2 separate regions of the Mus musculus genome follow, and region 2 is linked to region 1. Evidence: chromatin contacts called from public Hi-C data. All regions are on one chromosome and are shown on one strand. Each heading gives the region's core, a stretch centred on a gene start, on an enhancer-like site or on the middle of the called end of the contact. The rest is flanking DNA. Distances are from core to core; before and after follow the strand shown.

Region 1 (4,257 bases), core at 306-2,805:
TCCTATGTAGAGCCATTCAAAAGAGGTTGTGGGAAACGTGGGGTATGACAATTGACACTGTTGTCTTGACTGAATGTAGAACCACCCAAGAAACAAACCTCTGGATGTGTCTGTAAGGGAAATTCTACATTGTGTTAGCTGAGATGGGAAGACCCACCCTGAATATGGTATCATTCCATGGGGCTGGGGTTCTAGACTGAAGAGTACGCAGCACGAAAGGCCATCCCTGTCTCTGCTATCTTTCTGTAGCTGCAATGTGACCAGTTGGGTCCCATCCCACTATGAATCGCTGTGCCCACAGAACCTGTGAGGGAAATAAAACCACCCCTCTCTTAAGCTCCGTTTGTCCCAGTGAGGAGAAAGGCACCATGGGCTTACAGATGTCATCAGTTTGCCATGCTTCCCTTGGCTTTAACCCTAGCATATTCTGAGCTTGCACAGAACACATCCTACCACAATCCCAGCATCCAGCATGTAGAATGGCACCATGCTGACACTTCTGCTTTGAGCCCTATTAGAATGGCTGTGGCAGTGCTAGTGACCCTCCAGAAATTTCTAGGTGAGGATTTTAGGCTTTGGGGGATAATGAAAATTATTGATTTACTTCAAATCTTGATCCAGCTGTATCGAATGAAGATACAGTCATGTACAGCATAAAAATTTAAATTAGCAAACCACCCTCAGGCCCGGCAAAGCCCGTGCCACTTATGAACCCGTGAGACTCAGCTATTAGTTTATAGCTGGAATGGAATATGAAGGCACTGACCTATGAGAGTCAGATAATAATACAAAGTACTTGATGTCTCAAATCAGGTTGGGGGCAGAGTTTCCAATGCCCAGCAACCATAAGTAAGTATTACAGGCAACTCTTTACTCCCCATTGGCTAGATCATTCTGATTGCTTAGACCTGGGGGCAATTAATAGCAATAATTGGAAGAGAGGATATGCCTTAAAATGCATTACTAACTTTTTATTTTTTTTAGTTTGAGTATCATGAGGTTCTGCTGGTATTGCATTTTATCCTTACATAGTCCTCTGTAAATAAGACTTTATCACGTTTTTTTCCATTCAAATCTTGTCTTCCGTGGGGTTTCTTTGTATCACGCTATCGAGGTACACAGCATCTAAAAGTGTGGGGAATCATTTTATGCTGCACTCTCTGAGGGCCTTGAGCATGGGTTCTTCGGGAGTGACTGTGCTGGGGAGGAGTTTTGCTTTTGTTTGGCTGTTATTTCAGCACCAATGGGTAGATGAAGAACCTGAATGAGCTCACACTATTCTCAGGCAGTTACCAATTACACCTATTAAGAAGCCTTTAATGGGAAAGAGTGTCTTGGACTTAGGCGGAAGTTTTAGCTGGGCCAGGTCTCTGATCTGTGGCCTGACAAAAATCTCATTTATAGCCTTTGGTGTTTGTCCGAGTAAGGAGATGGACTTGGGCCAACCCAGGGCCTTTCTGAGGGAAACTGGGCTCTGCGTCCAGCCTGTGGCTGTGGCACAGAGAACGGCAATGAGCTAGACTTGGAGAGGAATCAGGCAGAACCAACCACCAAGTATCAAGAAACACTAACAGGACTGGGGTGTAGCCTAGTGGCAGAATGCTTGTGCAGCAAATGGATAGCCCAACCTCTGACCTCTAGCTATAGCCAATAGGGAAACAGTAGCAGGGGACAGGATGGGAGAGAAGTGCACAGGAAATTCCTCCAGGCACATGGGCAGGTGAGGCGGAAGGACACCCTTGAAGCAGCAAATTCTTTACAAATTGTGACTGACTGAGATCAGAAGGCAAGAAGAAGACTGGGAAGGTGGCTTTCAGTGAAGTGAGTCCTTTCCAAGCACAAGAATCATACATACTTCAATTCTCAGAAGCCCGTAAAAGGCCAAGCATGGGGCTTGCAATTCTAGCATGTGCATTCTAATCCCAGCACTGTGGACGCCAAGACAACAGGATCTCTGGGACTCACAGGCCAGCCAGGCCAGCCTACTTGGTGAGTTCAATGCCTGTAGGAAACCCTATGTCAAAGAGAAAAGCTGTATAACACCCCGAGGAATGACATCACAGGCTGTCATTTAGCACTCACACAGAAATGCATGGCAGGAATGGAGGTCATTTTTGGTGGTTTTCCAAACATGTCACCATTCCCTATTTGTCACCTACAATTCAATAGGTGCCCTGGTGACAGAAACATGGCCACGAATTGTTATTTACATCTGTGTTCTTACTTTTCCTATAGTCTTCATCTTGGTTGTTCTTTAACAAGCGTTGTTTCATTATCCCAGGGAAATACTTAGGGAACATGTGTGAACAGCTCATTATTGTAAATTCTTATCACTCATTTTCTAAACATACTTTGTCAAGGGAGAAAAACAACAAACACAGGAATGTAGGAAAGTGCTATCGAAACTTTGAGCAACTAAACAATTCTGTGATTTAGAGTTAATAAAGACAGCTCTGTCCTGAGAAGCCCTGCTTTGTCTTGTTCCCTTCCATTCTTTTCGATGATTTTTTAAATGATGATCATTTGGAAGTGTTTGGAAGAAGTAATTAGTTATTTGATCTTGGAATCCTGATAAAATATGCTGCAGATTTGAGAATCAGAAGCCACAGGGTCACATTCTTCCAGAATTATGTATAAAGGAAAAGATATTTTAAAAAAAAAATCAGACATCTCCATTTCTCTTGACCTGCTACTACCCCCTAAGAACAAATCTAAGTTCTTTCACAGGGATCTGGCAAGCTCTGGTTCTTTCCCTCTCTGCCATCTCTCCCTGTTCTCCTCTTCTCTTACTTGTCTCCGGTCACATGCACATACTTTCCAAGTCCATAGATATTTCTGACTCTTTCGTTTTGGAAGACATTTGTGCTTTTTTCCCTCCCTCTTTGAAATTCTCTTTTCCAGCTCGACATGACTAGGGGTCTCCACTGGACTAAAATGTCCGTCTTGAAGAGGGCTCCCTCCAGGGCGTCTCTTGCTCCTTCTCTTCATAGACTGGACATATTCTCTATAACACACATGGTCTCCCATTTCTGTATCTCTACTATTTGCTATACATTCTCTGTCACCTCTTCTACAATGAGTCTCTCATTGAACCTACAGTGCCTTGCTAGATTCCTGGCTCTGTTTTGGTGAACAGAATTAAAATATGAGTTGAGAACTGAAGCAGGAAGCCATGACTCTTTGAAAATGGAAGAAATCTGTATAGGAAAGAATCTAGAGGCGTAACTGTTGGAGTCGTGTTCCTTTGAGGCACAGAGAACTAGAATGAGCCACCGAAGGACAGATAAGGGAGCAGAGACATGACTCAGCCTAGTGGGGGCTTCCCATAAAAGTCTCTTGACATGAATTTGATTTCTCAAACCAGCAGAAAGGCAGGAGGATAAAATAGACTTCACAAAGTTGTCCTCAACTTCCACACAGATGCCTTGGCATGCATCCCACCTCCCAGTAAAAGTAAAAACTAATTAATTTTTGAAAGATATAACAAAGAGAGAAAACCCTTTCTATGAAAAGCAAATCTAAGGAAATCAAGTATTTAAAGTGCCAAAAATCCAGTGATTGCAGGGTATAGACAAAGTCAATTTAAGTTGTTTTCTTTAGAAATTGTTTTTGGGGAAAAATATTCAAATTTGTGCCGTCACCATAAAATTCAGAGGAGAATGATAAAACACTGGACAAAGGTAAGAAACTCCTTTATGGCCACATTTAATAGAAGAGAAATGCGAAGGAAAAGGAGACTTGGAAAGGAAGTATAAAAGAGAGGACTTGGATGATGGATGAAAAAGAAAGCAGAGATAATATCTGGAGCAAGGATGTCCTACCCACTGACAACAAGATGTCTATAAACAGCTACCCAGGGACACCTGCGGCCTACAGTTCTCAAGGGGAGCATACCTGATCCTACTTAGAGAGGACAGGAGGGCAGACACCCTGAGGACCCTGGTAACTGTGGGGCTGTAGACACCTCTGCCATGTGAAATACAGATTCGTAGAGCACCTCTGTCTGCAGCTCTGGGCCTGCCCTATGGAATGGCCAAATATTTCCAGAGCAGAATTGCTCTGGACAGCAGTAGCCAGTGATAGCCATGGAACGAGTGAGATGCAGTCAAAACTCCGACTCAGCCCAGTGACCAGAGCCTGAATCCTTTTGAAATTCACAGGTCTTCATGATCTGGAAGCTTCTAAGCTTATGCACAGTGGATTAGGAAATGGGACCATGCGTGGGAAATGGTCTTGACTTGGTTGGAATCGCTGGTA
Region 2 (4,195 bases), core at 1,358-3,857, 410 kb before region 1:
TCACCCTGGCCTTCACTTCTTCATTCCCCTAGCTTGAGATAGCAAGTCTCATTAAATTTATAATAAAGTGACTGTATTTGATGATCCTCCCTTAGGTTCTAGGAATGATTCTTATTTGGCATCAATACTCTCATATGGATGGACACATACCTACTTTGGAGAAATCAATACACATTTTTATGCTGAGGCCAAATTCTGAACTTTTCTTTTAACCTCCGATATGGATTTTGGCCATGCCAAGTGATAAAACTAAGATATAATCGCTCGTGTTTGCTTTTCTTTCAACCCGAAGTTGTTTGATGGACAGCATCTGAATAAGGTAATCTTTCTCAGACTATTTTCCTACCAATTTTAGATACTGAGACTGAACTCCCTGTGGGTTATGCTGGCTGCTTGCACATTTCCTCCAGCTCAGGGGACATCTGCCAATTTTAGTGAACTAGGTACAGAAGTAGGGAGGAGAACACCTTCTTACATGTGCTCATCTAGTTAGTTTCCATGACAGTGAGTTCATCTATCCATTCTGCTTAATCATTTATGTATACATCTGTTGATTTTTGAGGGGAGGCATGGAGACGGTGCTGAGTATTAGAGCCACAAATCTTTTTCTTTCTTTCTTTCTTTCTTTCTTTCTTTCTTTCTTTCTTTCTTTCTTTCTTTCTTTCTTCCTTCCTTCCTTCCTTCCTTCCTTCCTTCCTTCCTTCCTTCCTTCCTCTCTCTCTCTCTCTCTCTCTCTCTCTCTCTCTCTCACACACACACACACACACACACACCAAGCCTTTAGCCCAGTGAAGGAGGCAGACCAAGAACATTGGAGTTTGTGCTTAGGAGGAAGTGCTCGATTCTAGGAATTTGATATGGCCACCGAACTAATCTTTCCTACAGAAGAAGTATGCAGAGTTAAGACATGAGAGCAGGAGTTGCTAGACAGATGTGCCAGAGTGTGGAGCAGCAGTGTCAGTAAAGGAAGAAAGGGTGACAGTTGACAGTTCTTGGTAGAACAACATCAGATATCCAGACTGGACACTAAAGAAGACCTTGAAAGAATACAGAGAGTTTAGGATTGCTGAAAGCTTCAGCAAGGAGAGACAGGGATGGTTCATTCTGGGAGCCAAGCATGAGAATCTCATACTTGTCCCACTGTGGGGATGCTAGGAGCCCTCCTTGTTAGCCAATTACTAGCATCTATGAAATGAGATAACTGATGTTTGTTGTTAAGTCCTTTCTCATACATACACTTAGGTCTGTCTTTCTGTTGGACTTTGCCCTGTAACCTAGTTAAAAGGAAAACTGAAAACAAGGAGGGTTAAAGGAGCTGCCAGGGAAGCTAGAAGCTAGACAGAGTGAGGAACGATCTGGAGACACGTTCTGAAAGGAAGAAAGGATCTTCTCTCTCCTCTTGATGCAAAGAAGAAAATTTGAATGTTTAGATGGCGAGCCAATGTGCCCAGTATCAAGGTCTACTTTTTAATCTAAGAACGAACTATTTGGAGTTAGACATTCTTGGGTTCAAGTACAGCTTCTCTCTGGTTGGCTGAGTCTTATGGATGACTTTATTTCTTTGAGCCTTCAGTTCACTGTGAAAGGCGAATACTAATCAGTTAACCCATCTGCATACCTGATGCACAGCATGTGTTCATTAAGTGACAAGCATCATGACTTTCTGTGTACGTGTTGTGGACAACATCAAATTCTTGTCCAGTGCCAGCATGATTAAGTGATTTTTATGCACACAAAGAAGTGTGCAGGTTAGCTGTCCCCAACCTTGTTATTTCCATTACAGAGACAGCTATATATGAAGAAATGCTGAAGCCTTATGTAAAAAAAAAGAGGTGGCAATCAGACTTTGGCACATAGACAGGGTGACAAATAGGCTCATCTCATATGCCAACTGGCCAGTTGGTAAGGGAGTCTTGAAATATATATCGTATACAATTCCAAGCTACATCTGGCTCAATAACATACTTTATGATAGACTAGGAATGCCCACTTTGGATTGCAAAGGAGCTCATCAACATGCATGCTGTCTACTTGCCTTCTTTGAACTGAAGCGATATTCTACAGATGCTAGGGCAATCTGGAACAAAACACCAGGCCTGACCTTGCCTACTTGTGCTGATCCCCACTTGCTCCATGTTTTCCTCCCAGCACATCGACGAGACATGGCCCAAGCCCAAACTCAACTGCCTTTTCCTCAGGAAACGTTGGCTGGCATAAATCAAGACCCGTAAACTCACCATGTGGATGACACAGGCTGTGTGCCCAGCCCAGGCTCTGTGAGAGACAGAAGAGGAGGCAGTTGCTTAGTGACATGGTACAAAGGGTGCCTTTGATTCATCGCTCAGCTCCAGCCTTAAGTCCATGGCCAACAGCGAGTAATGGCTGCAAATGGGCAATAGAATGCCTTTAAAAATGTCACTTTGCTGTAAAATGTAAATGTTTAACATTTAGACACCAACACTAACTCCTAGAATGCCTAGCACTGGGTGGCTTTTTTCCCTCATTCTTTTAGGAAATCTTTGTCCTTCCATGGTGAGAGTTTTCACTGTGTGATTTACACCCTTGTGCTTGTTAAATCGCTGGCATGTCTTTCCCCAGATAGGACAGCAGAGGATGAGAGATTTGCAGGGACTTTATGCCTCGCCTGTTGCTGCTGAGTATTGGACATGCAGTATAATCCGACTCCTGCCACTTCTCTGAGGGGCTCTGAACCCTGAACATTGGAACTCCCATTTTATTTCCAATTATCTTAGACCTCAAAATATAAGATGTGTCATTGAAGGTCAAGAAATACCAAAAAGAGTAATAAAGAATATTCACCAGGAGTTCTCTTTTAGACCTGCTCACTGGCTAACTTTGTCTTCCAAGTCTGATATTCAGAGGCTTCAGGTAAGTCAAGGATATATAGCTGGCTCTTTTTTTGAGATGAATTCTTTTTTCTCTAAGATAATTCTAATTGCAGGTTATTCCCCTAGCAACTTTGGCCTGTGGAAAAAGATGGACCTAAGAGTAAACGTAGACCTGCCTTAAGAGATAAGGAAAGACCAAGGATAACCACTGGGCAATGGGCTACGGGAATCACTGGGTATCAATCAAGCTATGTGAGTCCTGGTGGTGGTTTCCTTCTCATCCCACCTAACTTCTATTTCCTATGGAACATATTATGTGTTGGATTTTTCTTCTCATTCTCCACAGGTACCTCTCTCAGCCTTGATCATGGTAGGCACTTAATACCTATTTGTTTAATTAATTAAATAAGAAACGAGTCACAGGCAAACCTAGAGTTTATGTAAGAGATTAGGTTTAATGTTCCAGTGAATGAATTGTACAGCCTCCAAGAAGCCTGTTAACCACTCCGTTCATGATTTAATATTATTCTTATCACAGTGCTTGAAAATAACCAGAGTAGACGTGATTGTTCTTAATTTACCAATAAGAAGCCCAGGCCCAGATAGGTTACAGAGTCTTTTTGAGATCATATTGAATTGGTGACAAAGCCAGATGAAAATTCGCTGTTTTAGATTTCAGTTCCAAAATAAATTTGACAGTCTACTATGTTGAAAGCTCACACCCTGTGTCCTCATAGCATCTGGAACATCTAAAATGGGGCTAGGATGTGGTAAGAAAGGAAGCTGAGGGAATTTGCAAGACTCTGAGAGTGGGTACTTCCTTCCATGGTATACCTAGGTTTTGCTCATCTTATCTTTATCTCAGCCCCGGGGATCTTTCATGTGGATATTTGAATAGAAAGTGCCAAGGACTGACAAGAGTTCATTTTCTTGCCACTTAAATGACAAAGTGGATGTTTCTCACTCAGAGAAGCCTAAAGAGTAAACAAATGTGCATACAACCAAACGCTGATCCAGGCTGACGCCAGGGTACTCTCTTTGCACTGTTCCTAACAGGGTAGTTCATACCACTTGCCAGTAGCTCTTGATGAAACCTAAACCTTTCAGAATTCACCATGCATATTTGATGATAATATGTAAAAAGCCCAACTCACACTGTCTTAGACACAAATGAAAATGTACCAGGAAGAGACTAGAGGACTAGAATGCTTTATATTATTCAAGGGATAAAAGATTCTTAAGGATCACTGGAACTGGGACTTAAATAACCCTACCAGCTTGTTCGGGTTTTATCACGAGTAGCCTCTTCTCTCTCCCTTGCTTCTGTCATAATCTTATTTCCTCAG

The links. Hi-C and Micro-C count contacts between places; a contact is called where the count stands out from the background.
Region 2: a contact with region 1 is called in a Hi-C map of neural progenitor cells, with 2.2 times the contacts expected there. The contact joins two enhancer-like sites. A contact is called at or near these places in 2 of 484 Hi-C or Micro-C datasets (nephron progenitors and neural progenitor cells) and 1 of 9 other capture datasets (embryonic stem cells).

What each region holds. Positions count from the first base shown.
Region 1 is chr9:49,655,834-49,660,090 of GRCm38.p6, reverse strand. All of the region lies in intron 1 of Ncam1 (neural cell adhesion molecule 1), which reads left to right. Among named protein-coding and RNA genes, the nearest start is that of Gm11149, 140 kb to the right of the region's middle. Within about 2 kb of position 1,555, at least 24 of the 459 cell types and tissues checked have an H3K27ac peak or open chromatin away from gene starts, as enhancers often do. A contact at or near this core is called in neural progenitor cells, where this site is marked.
Region 2 is chr9:50,063,078-50,067,272 of GRCm38.p6, reverse strand. No RefSeq gene overlaps it. Among named protein-coding and RNA genes, the nearest start is that of 2310003N18Rik, 170 kb to the left of the region's middle. Within about 2 kb of position 2,607, at least 33 of the 459 cell types and tissues checked have an H3K27ac peak or open chromatin away from gene starts, as enhancers often do. A contact at or near this core is called in neural progenitor cells, where this site is marked.